Regions from separate parts of the Mus musculus genome. Here all the other regions are linked to region 2. Evidence: chromatin contacts called from public HiChIP or PLAC-seq and promoter capture Hi-C data. All regions are on one chromosome and are shown on one strand. Each heading gives the region's core, a stretch centred on a gene start, on an enhancer-like site or on the middle of the called end of the contact. The rest is flanking DNA. Distances are from core to core; before and after follow the strand shown. Region 1 holds the start of Arid3b (AT rich interactive domain 3B (BRIGHT-like)). Region 2 holds the start of Islr2 (immunoglobulin superfamily containing leucine-rich repeat 2). Region 3 holds the start of Edc3 (enhancer of mRNA decapping 3). Region 4 holds the start of Insyn1 (inhibitory synaptic factor 1).

Evidence for each region. Promoter capture Hi-C pulls out the DNA fragments that hold promoters and counts their contacts. HiChIP or PLAC-seq counts read pairs in DNA pulled down with a chosen protein or histone mark.
Region 1: an H3K27ac HiChIP or PLAC-seq map of embryonic stem cells shows a contact between it and region 2, with 2.7 times the contacts expected there. The contact joins the promoter of Arid3b here to the promoter of Islr2 in region 2. A contact is called at or near these places in 12 of 39 promoter capture datasets (the 3T3-L1 cell line, 3T3-L1-derived adipocytes, HPC-7-derived erythroid cells and 7 more), 12 of 484 Hi-C or Micro-C datasets (the C2C12 cell line, the G1E-ER4 cell line, cortical neurons and 6 more) and 4 of 115 datasets of contacts at active chromatin or transcription factors (bone marrow-derived macrophages, embryonic stem cells and pancreatic cancer cells).
Region 3: a promoter capture Hi-C map of erythroid cells shows a contact between it and region 2, with 2.7 times the contacts expected there. The contact joins the promoter of Edc3 here to the promoter of Islr2 in region 2. A contact is called at or near these places in 8 of 39 promoter capture datasets (the C10 cell line, cranial neural crest, embryonic stem cells and 5 more), 4 of 115 datasets of contacts at active chromatin or transcription factors (extraembryonic endoderm stem cells, large pre-B cells, memory CD8 T cells and 1 more) and 1 of 9 other capture datasets (embryonic stem cells).
Region 4: a contact with region 2 is called in a promoter capture Hi-C map of embryonic stem cells, with 3 times the contacts expected there. The contact joins the promoter of Insyn1 here to the promoter of Islr2 in region 2. A contact is called at or near these places in 7 of 39 promoter capture datasets (the 3T3-L1 cell line, embryonic stem cells and stem cell-derived epiblast-like cells), 10 of 484 Hi-C or Micro-C datasets (all in embryonic stem cells) and 2 of 115 datasets of contacts at active chromatin or transcription factors (both in embryonic stem cells).

The regions. Positions count from the first base shown.
Region 1 is chr9:57,835,395-57,838,094 of GRCm38.p6, forward strand. Arid3b (AT rich interactive domain 3B (BRIGHT-like)) reads right to left here and starts at 1,385. Exons shown (of 9, transcript NM_001379353.1): 1 at 1,288-1,385. It also overlaps the pseudogene Gm7547.
Region 2 is chr9:58,200,832-58,203,544 of GRCm38.p6, forward strand. It overlaps Islr2 (immunoglobulin superfamily containing leucine-rich repeat 2), which reads right to left and starts at 1,454. Exons shown (of 3, transcript NM_177193.5): 1 at 1,121-1,454; 2 at 449-541. It also overlaps the pseudogene 1600029O15Rik.
Region 3 is chr9:57,707,127-57,710,203 of GRCm38.p6, forward strand. Edc3 (enhancer of mRNA decapping 3) reads left to right here and starts at 1,443. Exons shown (of 7, transcript NM_153799.3): 1 at 1,443-1,573.
Region 4 is chr9:58,487,067-58,490,112 of GRCm38.p6, forward strand. Insyn1 (inhibitory synaptic factor 1) reads left to right here and starts at 1,537. Exons shown (of 3, transcript NM_176921.4): 1 at 1,537-2,173; 2 at 2,603-3,046.

The DNA of each region.
Region 1 (2,700 bases), core at 135-2,634, 370 kb before region 2:
CGGCACTGTGCAGGTTGGGACTTGATATTTGCATTGTCCCAGTGTTTTAGGATTGAGTTGGAAGATAAGAAAATGTAACCTTTTACCATCTTCAAAAATTCATGGGAGAACTAATCTCTAACAAGAAAAAAAAATGGCTTTGATTTATATAAATTTTTACACGTTTAAAGAGTATAATTTTTAAAGCTGGGGAGGCGGGGAGTTCAAAAACCAACCAGAGCCATGCTAGACAAATCTCATTTTGTTTCTTAGAAGCACTTGGTTGTAGCTTTCATAGGCGGATAAAAGATTCCAATTCCAATTGGCCCCTTACTGCCTGTCCCTCCTCCTGGCAGTTTGGAAAGTATAAGTTATGCCTGCAGCAATACTTTCTTTCTGCTTTAGTTCTTATTCTGTAGGGAAGCCTGAAAGTTGGCAAAATTGTTCCTTTAAAATAAAAACCCCGTTGGGGACAAAACAAAACGCACACAAAAGAAGAGCAAGCAATTCACTGGTCATTTAGAAATATTCGTATAATCTTTAAAGTCAAACAACACAACTGGAATATTTCAACCAACTCCTGCCAGTCATAGTACAACTGCTTCTTTTCTGGTTGGCACCATCTTCTCGGTAGGCTTTCCTCAGCAAGGGAGAGGGGTGTCCGATAGCGTCTTTATTAAGACAGAGATGACTCCGTTTTACAACTCAATTGGCACATCCTCCCGAAGAGTCCATCTCATCCCAATCCCTAAGCAGCCAAGGATTCAAACAATACTACTAACATCTAGAGAATTTACGTCTCCGAAATCTAACTTCATCTCTCCATCCCTCGCTCGGGTTTTTTAAACTTCCCGGACCTCCAAACCGAGAGCAACGGACTGCTTGCCGCTTGAGCCCGGCCTTGGTGACCATTTCCCTTACCTTCGTTTCCAGCTCTGTCCCCGACCCTCTTCGACCCCTCTTTCCATTCTTTACCTCCCACCCAATGGAGCCCTATCACTTTTACTTCCACCAAGCCCCCTTTGCCAATCTCCCGGCTCTTCTCTAATTACTCCATCTAAGCTCGCTCTGCGGTTGCCAAAAGGGGGGGGGGGTCCCTTACCTTTCCCATCTCTTTATCTCAAACCACTCCTTTGGACACCGGGAGGACGGGGCTCCTCCCGATGCTCTCACTTTTTCTCAGCGGACCCCGGCTTCACTAGCCCGCGTCTCCCCTACACACCTGCCTCGGCTCCCATTTCGGTCCCCTCCACCTGCCACAGCCCCTCTCCCGCCGCGGCAGAAAGAACCACGACCCGCGCCGCTCACCTATGTGCAGCGTTCCGGGCTCGCGGGTAGGGAGGAGGCAGCCGCTCAGACCCCAGCGTAGCAGCTGAGCCTGCTACTCCTCCGCAGCTGGGGGCCACAGCCGGGGCGGGGCCCGCACCGGAAGCTGTGCTGCGGGGCCCGGCCGTCAGCCCGGGGCGGGGGAGGGGCAGGTAGGGGCGGGGCCCCACGGTGGGGGGCGGGGCCCGAGGCCGGAAGCAGCTAAAAAGGGAACGAGGTGGGGGTGGGTGGGTAGTGCGAGACGGAAGTGACTCCTAGAGACCGCCCTCTGGTTGAAGCCGTGGGCGGAAGCCATTTAAGGCGGGCGGAGGCTTCGGCCAATGGGAGAGCACGGACTCAGAGGAGTTCCGGTGTGAGTGCTTTCGCGGGGAGTTGAAAAGAGTAGGACTGACTACAGCACACGGGTTTCTGGCTGCCGTGGTTGTGAATTGTTTGTAATAAGTGAAAGAAAGGAATAAAGAGTGCTAACTTTCAGCTAGTCTTAATGAAGCATTCCAGCCTTTTATTAGTTTTTTTCTAAATTTCACTTTTTGGATTGAAATTTTCCTGTTCTGGAACACCACCTCTATCCATCCCCAACCTCACCTCGTCACAGGGGTTAATGTTTTCTTTCTTCAGGTTCCAAAGGTAGAAGCTGAATCCTGGCACCGCTTATACAATAAAACAACAAAACCTTGTCTTCTGGGACTCCTAACTCTGGGGAACTTCTGTGAATTTATGCATGCACCTCCTTGTTTTACCTTTCTCCCAACTGACCATCATCCTTGATCCAGAGTCTATGGCTCGCTTAGTTTTGGGTCTTAAAACAATCCCAGCCAAAACCTAGAACTTATTGCCACTGGCTTTTCTTGTCCCTTCCCTTCTTCCTTCCCTTCCCCTCTTTTCTTTCTTGTTAGAAGGTAGCTCACCTATTTAGCAAAAGTAGTTGACCATCAAGCTCCAGGAATCCTGTCTTTACTTCTGAAATGCTAGGATTGCAGGTGTGCACCACACCTGGCTTTTTACTGAGGCGTTGGATATCCAAATTTAGACCCTTATTCTTTGGCGCCACGCTCTTAACTCACTAATCCATCTCAGTTCCTGATGAAAACTTTTATGGTTTGTTGTTGTTGTTGTTTGTTTTGTTTTGTTGCAGTCCTGGTCCCTTATTTCTTTTTTGTCCACTAGGCCATGAATTCATATGGAATGGGCTCCAGCAGTTTCCGTTAGTCCTCACAAAGTGTGCTTCTCTGGTTGACGCAGGCTGGCGCTTCAGCTGCACCCGGGTGCCCTTCTCCTTGGCTTCCTTCTTCTGATCGTTCTCCTTCACCCGCTTCAGGAAGCTGTCCCTGCTCTTCGAGTGCTTGATGTGCTCAATCCGCACATTGATCCTCTTGGCCAGAATTTTGCCCTTAA
Region 2 (2,713 bases), core at 204-2,703:
CTCAACCATGCTTTCCTCTGAGAAGAAAATCCTACCCCCTGACTAGAGCAGGCATGTTGTGGAAACAGTCAATAAAGCTTCCTCTTTGGATTCACAGAGCCCAGGCGAATCCCTCTGCCCACAGGTTTTTAGGGAACAGTCTCTAGCTAATAAGCCTGGAGACAGTCCAAGGTTCTATACTTCCCTCTAGAGCCTTAAGACGCCTGAGTGCATCCCCTGTCTCTAGACATACAAATATATTAACACAGACTCCCTGCCCCAACTTGAGGGTCCTGTCAGTCTTGGAAGACCCTCTCCTACACCCTGTCTCTGAGATTAGCGGGTCCCTTCTTGCTTTTGCTCCTAAAGGAGGCACCTCCCTTCCCTGTTCCTCCCAGACAGCCACCCAACCCTGACTAGGCTGGATCGACCCTGTGGACTGAGGTTGTGGGGCCCTTCCACTGCTTACCTGCTGCTCTCTGACTTGCAGTGTGATGCTGTGGGGCTGCGAGCCGGTCTCCAGACTCAGGTGACAGTCTAAGGGAGCTTCTGGCATCTGTTGCTGTGGCGGTGGGGAGAAAGGGGGAGTGCATTGAAAGAACTCCCCTTGGCCCCAAAGTCCTACTTCAATTTTTTTCTTTCCTTATCTGTTCGCCCTACTTCTCCAGGATTGCAGGTTTGAGAGCGGTCGCGCGCCCCCGTGCTCGGCGGGAACGCGCACAGTCTCCCACCTCGTGCTGCGTTTACATTTGTTAAAGCCATAGAGATCCTCTACTCACCTCAGGCTGAGACCTGTCGGTCTCAAGGGGCTCCATACGCCCATAGCCCAAGGCTCCGCCCTTTCCAGCCCACCGTACCCCTAGCACCCATTTTCTACTTCTCCCCACATTTACACATTCGATGACATTGTCACTATTCCTCCTTATGTCTCCAAACCCCTCCCCAACACACACACACACACACACACACACACACACACATCTTCACATGACTTTCACAGGTTAGAACTACTCGTCAACATGTAATAATCGCGTCAACGCGCTAAGTTCTCCCTACTTTCACACACATTTTCACAAGCACACCTTCACTCAAACACTCACCGTTCTCTTTTGCGCGCACACAAATATCCACGCTCACTCACCCTCACGCGCCCGTCCCGCCAGCGCCCGCGAGCTTCGCTTCTAATTGAATGCGAGCCGTTCTACGCCCCGCAACACGTGAGACAAACCATCTTTGAGGAATTTGGGAGAAAGAAAAGCATAGGACTGGAGGGGCGTGTCTTTGCCTTTAAACACTTTTTTCCCCCCTCTCCAAAGCAAGCAGTGGCGCAGAAAGACCTCCAGTGGGACCTGCTGAACTGCGCTGCCTGGCTCTCCCGGACCCTTTTCCTCCTGCCGCCTGCTAGCCTCCCCCTCCCCGAAGCTTCGTTCAACACGATGCATAATTGATAGTGTTAGCAGAACGCCTCACCCTCTCTGTCATATTTTGCCTGGATCTGGGCAGATACAAATCCTGGTTCCCCTCCACCCCCAATCACCGCCAGACTAATTCGCCAGATTAGTAGGCGCAGCCCTGCAGGGTGCGCGGAGAGGAGACGCCCACCTCCCCAGCCCATCGCAGACCCTGCTCAGCCTCTTGAGCCTGAACTCCACGCTCAGGTCTTTTGTGGCAAAACCAGCGCGTGCACTCCACTGCCCGTGGGCTACCTAGTGCTCACAGTGGAGTGGGTGTCTTCTGAGCTCCTAAAACATTAGGTTGAACTCACCCAAGTGTCTCACTCTGCCCTTGCTTGCTGCGGGCTAACAGGACACCAAGGTTGCCCACTAATAGTGGCTACAGGGACCAGGATAGTTACAAAAACCGTTTGCTCCTCTTGAGTGCTGTGGACTAGGGACTTACAACCCCTGAGCATTTCCTGCACCACCACCCCGCTCCTCAGTATCCTCTCAGCATCTCTAGCAAGCTGGCCATCAACCCCTGCATGCTCGCACCCCCCCCACACACACACACACTGTGAAAGCCTAGGCAGCAGCCACCGCCCTGCCATCTCACACCCTCATGTAACAGCTGGCCTCAGCAGACTCGGGACTCGCTGTTCTCTTTGGCAAACCCTGGACATTTCTTTTAGCGATGAGCAGGAGAATTTCAAGGGATGTCTAGGGATTTGACTAAAATGCATCATCTCACTCCCCCGCCTATGGCATCCCAGGAGACAGAGCTGCTAGCCAGAACTGGTAAGGGGGCATAGATTTTGAGAGATGTGTAGAGAGTCCCCTCCTTCTCTTTCATATACACTGTAATACTGGGGTGCTGGGGTCTCCCAGCCCTCATCAGAGTCAGTCTTCTGTCTTGGTTGGATGGCAGTGTGTTTGGGGCCTCTGCAGAGATCAATACCCCGATTTGAGTGTTAAGCATTTTAATGAGCTAGGGAGGGGGGCGCAGAGAGATGCAGGAAGAACGCTGCATCTAAAGGGACCACCCGGCAGGGTTTCTGAGGCTCCTTTGTAAATTAAATATGAACACACTGGTGTGTGCTCACTTTGGTCCCTCCCTCTTTCCTACTCCTGGCTACGGGCTGATGGGACCCCCACAAACTCAGCCAAGTTCGGAATCTAGAACTTCACACCTGCTCGGGCCTGGAAACCCCACAGACCGAACCAGGAGAGGGTGCTTGAGCGATCCAGGGAAGATGTCTTTGAGAAGGGAGAGGAGATGAGAACTCTGACTCCTCCCT
Region 3 (3,077 bases), core at 193-2,692, 490 kb before region 2:
TCAAAAGAGAGTGTTAGATCCCTTAGAACTGGAGTTATGGACAGTTGTGGGAAATGCTTTTAACTTCTGAGCCATCTCTCCAGCTTCTCTTTTCTCTTATTTTCTTTCTCCTCCCTCCCTCCTTCCTCACCCTCTCTCTTTCTTTCTTGGTGTGCTCAGAAATACTCCCCATAAGATTTAACCATGCTCAGTGGTGGTGCATGCATGCCTTTAATCCCAGCACTTGGGAGGCAGAGGCCATCCTGATTTACAGAGCAAGTTCCAGAGCTACATAGAGAAACCTTCTCTTGAAAAACCAAGAAGAAAAAATGAAAGAGATTTCACCTCAACAATGTTTTTCTTTTCGTAAGCACCACTAATTTCTCACCTCTAGTCAAACAGTATTGAGTATCTCAGCAAGGCAAAAGTTTCACTATGTAGTTCTTGTTAAGCGCAACCATTTCTCCAGCCCCACCTAGCCAGAACCACAGAATCTTTTTTTTTTTTTTTTTTTTTTTTTTTGGTTTTTCGAGACAGGGTTTCTCTGTGTAGCCCTGGCTGCCCTGGAGCTCACTTTGTAGACCAGGCTGGCCTCGAACTCAGAAATCCGCCTGCCTCTGCCTCCCGAGTGCTGGGATTAAAGGCGTGCACCACCACGCCCGGCTGGAACCACAGAATCTTAATTCAAAATAACAAATGGCCCCAATAGTCTTTAAATTTTCCTCCGAAACTTCACAAGCCAGGCAATCTGCAGTGCTCTCAACATTCTTAACTTCCAGTCTCCTACAGAACAGCTCACTGAGCTCTCATGGCTTTTCTAGCCTAAAATTCCAAAGTCCTTCCGAAACATGATCTGGTCTGTTCACAATACCCCACTCCTGGTACCAATTTATCTTAGTTTGGATTTCTATTGCTGAGATGAAACTCCATGACCACAATCAATTTGGGAAGGAAAGGGTTTATTCAGCTACACTTCCATATCACTATTCATCAAGAAAGGTTCTTGGAGTCAGGAGCTGGTACAGAGGCCACTGAAGAGTGTGGGTTACTGGCTTGCTCCCCATGCTTGCACAGCCTTTTTTCTCAGGAAAAAAAGCCCAGGACTACCAGCTCAGGGAGGGCCCCAGTTACAATAGCCTAGGCCCTCCCCACTCAGTCACAAATTAAGAGAAATATTGCATAGGCTTACTTACAGCCAGATCTTATAGAGCCATTTTCTCATTTGAGGTTCCCTCCTTTCAGATAACTTTAGCTTGTGTCAATTTGACAAACTAGCCAGCATAGTTCCTTCCTCCCATTCTCTTTCTTACTCCACTCAGATTTCACACACAGAAAACATCTTAGCTGCCTTGTCCATCAACCCTTAACATTACCCCAAGCTCTCAAATTTCCCGGGAGCCCCGCCCCTTGGCTCCGCCCTGTGTCAACGGAAGTGACATCACTCCGGGTAGGCCGAGACGCGGGGGCGTTTCCGGCGGAGGTGGCGGCTGCTTCTGTGTCTGTGGCGGTGGGCGTGAAGCCCCTCGGTGGGGTTTTGGCGAGCGAGGTCGTCTTGGTGTGCTGTGCAGCGCAGGCGGGGGCAGGCGGCGGGGAGGTGAGCACGAGGAAGGCTGCGTGTTCGCGGGTGCCCGTTGGCTGGCGCTTCCGGGTGGTCAGCTCGGTTTGCTTGTTAGGCTGCAGGCTTCCCGGCCTTGTAGATCTTTATATTGGCGGACAGGAGCTGCGGGTGTGTGTGTGTGTGTGTGCGCGCGCGGGTGTGTGTGTGTGTGTGCGCGGGTGTGTGTGTGTGTGTGTGTGTGTGTGTGTATATGCGTGCGCGCTCAAGAACCTTGTGTGTGCGCGCGCGCGCCCGCGCAGAAATTGTGGGGGTGCGCGCGTGCGGGCGTGTGGGGTACTCACTGGGTTAGGTATAGCCCAAGGATTCGGATTGGAGGCAATAACGGCTTGGTCTGTCTCAAGCCCGCTTTGGTTGCCACTGTGACTTCTCAAAGAGCCATTGCTCTTTGCCTTCATTTTCTTTGACCAGTGAGGTTAATAGCCAGTCGTGCGAGTGCCTCATAGTAGATGAGAACTTGTGTAACTTGTGAAGGACTGGGGTGTGGGACTAGAGATAGTGATGCCCTGCCAGAGCGCACGCACACTTAGCTGCCCTCGATGCACTGCCGCAGTTATCCTTTCTGTGTTGTGACTGCAGATATTAGTAATACTTGATCTGTGGTTTTAAGTGTTGGGGTGTGTTGGAGGAATAGTCTTCATCAACTTTAGTTGATTTTCAGTCTCCCCGTTGCAGAGTTAAAAGGACCCTTAATCTTTCCACAATCAAAATGACTATCCCCGAGTTATTCGTGGCTCATCTGGAACCCTCAGGTGGAACCCAGTTTTTTGTTTTTTGATTTTTGTTTTTTTAAAGAGAATGATGTATCTGTTTTGTTTGGGCACAAAATTCTTAGTTTTTGGTTTCTCTGAAGTAAAAGTAGTTGCAAAGAATGACCTTTTTTTGGTGACAGGCACTCAGTATATAGTTCTAGGTTAGAGCTACATAGTGAGAACCTGTAGAATTGTCTGTGTAGGTCAAACTGGCCCGGAACTCACAACGATCCTCCTGCCTCTGCCTCCAGAGTGCTGGGATTAAAGGCCTTCACTCTTTGACTACCAGGATTACTGGTTTTGATGTTACTGAGACATTTGGCCACTTGGGTCCCCTATTACCGAGTAATGCTCCTGCTTTAGCCTCTGGACTTCTGAGATTATAGATGTACACAACACACCTGACTGACAGTTTCTAATAAAGGCAAATGCAGTTTCATCTCAGATTTTTCTGTGTAATATTAACAAGAACCCATATAAAATGCTACTTAAAATGGAACTCAGAACTTGAAATAATTCCAATGTTTATAGTAGTAGACTGGCTAAATTCATTGATGCTTAAACAATACAGTACAGACACAGTAATTAACTTCTCCCACATGCAACAGCTGGATTTCACAGTTGTTCTGTTGATTAAAGGAAACCAGACACATGAACCTACATGGTTCCACTTTTGTGTTGTTTGAAAACAACATAACTTTCATGATGTCAGAATAGGAGCTCCGTTTTTT
Region 4 (3,046 bases), core at 287-2,786, 290 kb after region 2:
ACTCCACCACCACCAGGTCTAAATTCCAAGCTTCTGTCCACAGCCTCCTGTTTCCTGATCTGGTTTTTCTCTGTTCCACTTCATACAGTCTTCCCAGTGGCACCAACAGGGCCACTTAGACTGAAACTTGCCCTCCCCCACATTTGCTCCTGAGTGGTTCCTTCCCCCTATCTTCCTTCCCTCTAGGAAGCAGATTCCTCCCTTCCCCAGGGCAAGGTCACCGGTCACCGGGACTCCCACTGAATCTTCTGTTAAGATTCAGCTCAAGGGTTGAATTCCTGGGAAGAACTTGGGGGAGTGGGGGTGGCCTGTGCTTCCTCCTAGTTACCCCATACCTGCCAAGTTAGCAACGCTCCTAGAACTACATGCACCACCCTTCAGTTTACTCAAGAATGTCCTCATGGGGAAATTTCCTCGATATTTCCTCCTCAACAGGGCCTGAAAGAAAAGGAAGGAAGGAAGGAAGGAAGGAAGGAAGGAAGGAAGGAGGGAGGGAGGGAGGGAGGGAGGGAGGGAGAGAGAGAGAGAGAGAGAGAGAGAGAGAGAGAGAGAGAGAGAGAACAAAAATATGTTGAAAACTTAGGTGAAGAACTAGGGGAACAGAACCTTCAGAAACAGCCCAGCACCCACTCTGCCCTCCCTCTCGGCCAGAGCGTGGCACACAATAGGTGTTCAGTAAAGGTTGGCTGGATTCTATTTACTGAACTGACACAAGATTTGGGACAGTTTGAGGTATGATGGCAGAGGAGGGTAACAGCCAGAAGGGGAACCCCGGGACGCACCACCGTGAGGGGAGGAGGGTCAAGGGATTGTGTAAAAAGGAGGTGAAGGAACTTGGAGTCAAGTCTGGGCCTCTGTGCGCCCAGGGCAGCGGGCAGTGGCCGGGCTAGTTCTCCTCCAGGTCCGCTGGCGCCCAGTCCAACCCGCTCCCTAGGGTGGTGAGACCCCCCGGCTCGCGCGCTCGGTTCTGGGCGCTGGGAGGCGTGTGTGTCGCTTTAAAAGCTCCCTCCCGGCGCGCGGGGCCGGCCCCTTCACTGCCAGCGCCGAGGCGAGCGGAGCCGCGCGAGCCCGGCGGCCTTTGAGGGAGCCTGCGCCCGGCCGGGCGGCCAGTCCGGCGGGGCGCGGCGGCGCTCGGGGTAAGCGGGCCAGGCCCGCGGAGCCGGGTGGGCAGGGCAGGGCAGGGCAGGGCGAGGGCGAAGCAGCCGGGGAGAAAGGCCCGAGCAGCCCCGGTGCCTCGTTTGCCCCATCGGCAGCTACCCGGCGCCCCGGGCCGCGAGGCGCGGAGCCGTGAGCGAGCGCGCTGGAGGCGGTGGAGCCGAGCGGAGGCTGCGCGCCCGGTGTGCCTGGCCGGGCCCGGCGCGCCTCCTCCATCGCCTCCCTGGCGTCTCGCTCGCCCCCTTCTGCTTTCCTTTGCTTCCTCGGCTGAGCCCCGCCGTGCTGAGGCCCCCCCGACCTCGTGCACTCATCTCCGCTGTGCTCGACACCGGGTCCCCCTGGCCACGGCTGCTTCCCCTCCCCCGAGACGCGAAGGAATCCGGACTTTCCCCACCGTTGATGGAGCCGACTGCCGGGCTGGACTGAGCGGTTTCTGCGGCCGCTCCAGACGTCGCCCGGGCCGGAGCACGGACATTCTGGGTCCCGGCTGAGTACACCCCGGACACCTAGCAGTGCCAGCTCGGGAAGGGCAGAGCAAGGCAAAGGCAGGACAGACCCCGGAGGGGCTCAGACCTGCCCATCTAGAATGGACAGAGAGAATCGCGAACCCTGTGGAGCCCGGGGAATGCCGGGCGTGGGCTGAGGGGATCCCGGCGCCCTCCCCAGCCCTCCGACTTTGGCTTAGTCGCCTGGACCGGACCGGTGTCACCTCGGCTCGGGTCACCTGTGGCCTCGGGGCCTCCGAGCTCGCCGGACCCTCGCGACCGGGAGCCTGGCGAGCGTGGTGAGGAGATTTTTGGGGATTTTTTTTTTTTGCCCCCTTCCCCGGAGCGCGGAGGCCCCGCCCCCTCCCACCGCCCAGATGTCTCCGGTCACCGCTCGGAAGACCTTCCTGAGGCCAGGAGCCGAAGGGTCCAGAGAGAGAAGCCCGCCCTAGGGAGCCTTGGGGGCCCCCCAACCTCGTCTTGTGGCTCGGCCCCGACACTGCTTAGAGGAAAGGCCACTGCCCCCACCCTTGGTGAGTAGGGGAGTCCAGCTTCGGAGGGTTCGGAGGGAAGGCGGGGTTGGGGGAGAAAGGGTCCTCTGGGAAGGAGGGCACCCTGTGGGCATTGAAAGAAGGTTGGAGAGCTGGAGAGGCCCTGTGCTAAACCAGTCTGGCCAAGCTTGGTTGGTGGCTGGGGGCGGGGGGTGCACCACGGCTAGAGTGCTCCAGAGGAGGCTAAGGGCTCATTCCTCTAAAACAGGGGCTCCTCCACTCTTCTGTTGAAGAAGGGTGTTGAAAACTATCTGCCTCCACCACCCCTCCCCACTAAATAAATAAATAAATAAATAAATAAATAAATCTCCAGCTAGGAAGGAGGGTGCAGGCAGAGAGAAGAGGGAGGCAGCAGCAGCAGGCTGGTGCAGCAGCCTGGGAGGGCTGACGCCAGGCTCGCTCTTTCTGCAGGGGGCTGCCCTCCTCCAATCCAGTTCCCTCTCCAGTGCTGTTCACATCTGGAGCCCCCTCCACATCTGGAAGATCCTGATCACCGTCCCTGTGCTGGTTCAGCTGCATCTAGAGACCTCTGCCTTTGTAACTGCCTAGGAGTTGCGAGGGGATTGCTGCCTTCCCCCATCCCAAGGGCATCTCTTACCCTTAGTCCTTGCAGAATCATCCCCCTGCCTCCGCATCCAGATTCGGGCAAAGATCAGCTCTGTACACCATAGGCACTTCAAGTCCTGGAAGCTGTTCTTGGGCCCTAAGGCCCCTCCCCTTGCCCTCCTGTGTCCTCACCTTGACCCCCCTCCCACCCTGTCAGACTCTGTCTCCCTCTGGGTGCTCCATCCCCCACCCAGAGGCGAGTAGGTGGAGTGGCAGGCTGCAGGGGCTGGGTGAGGGCCGCCCAAGGCC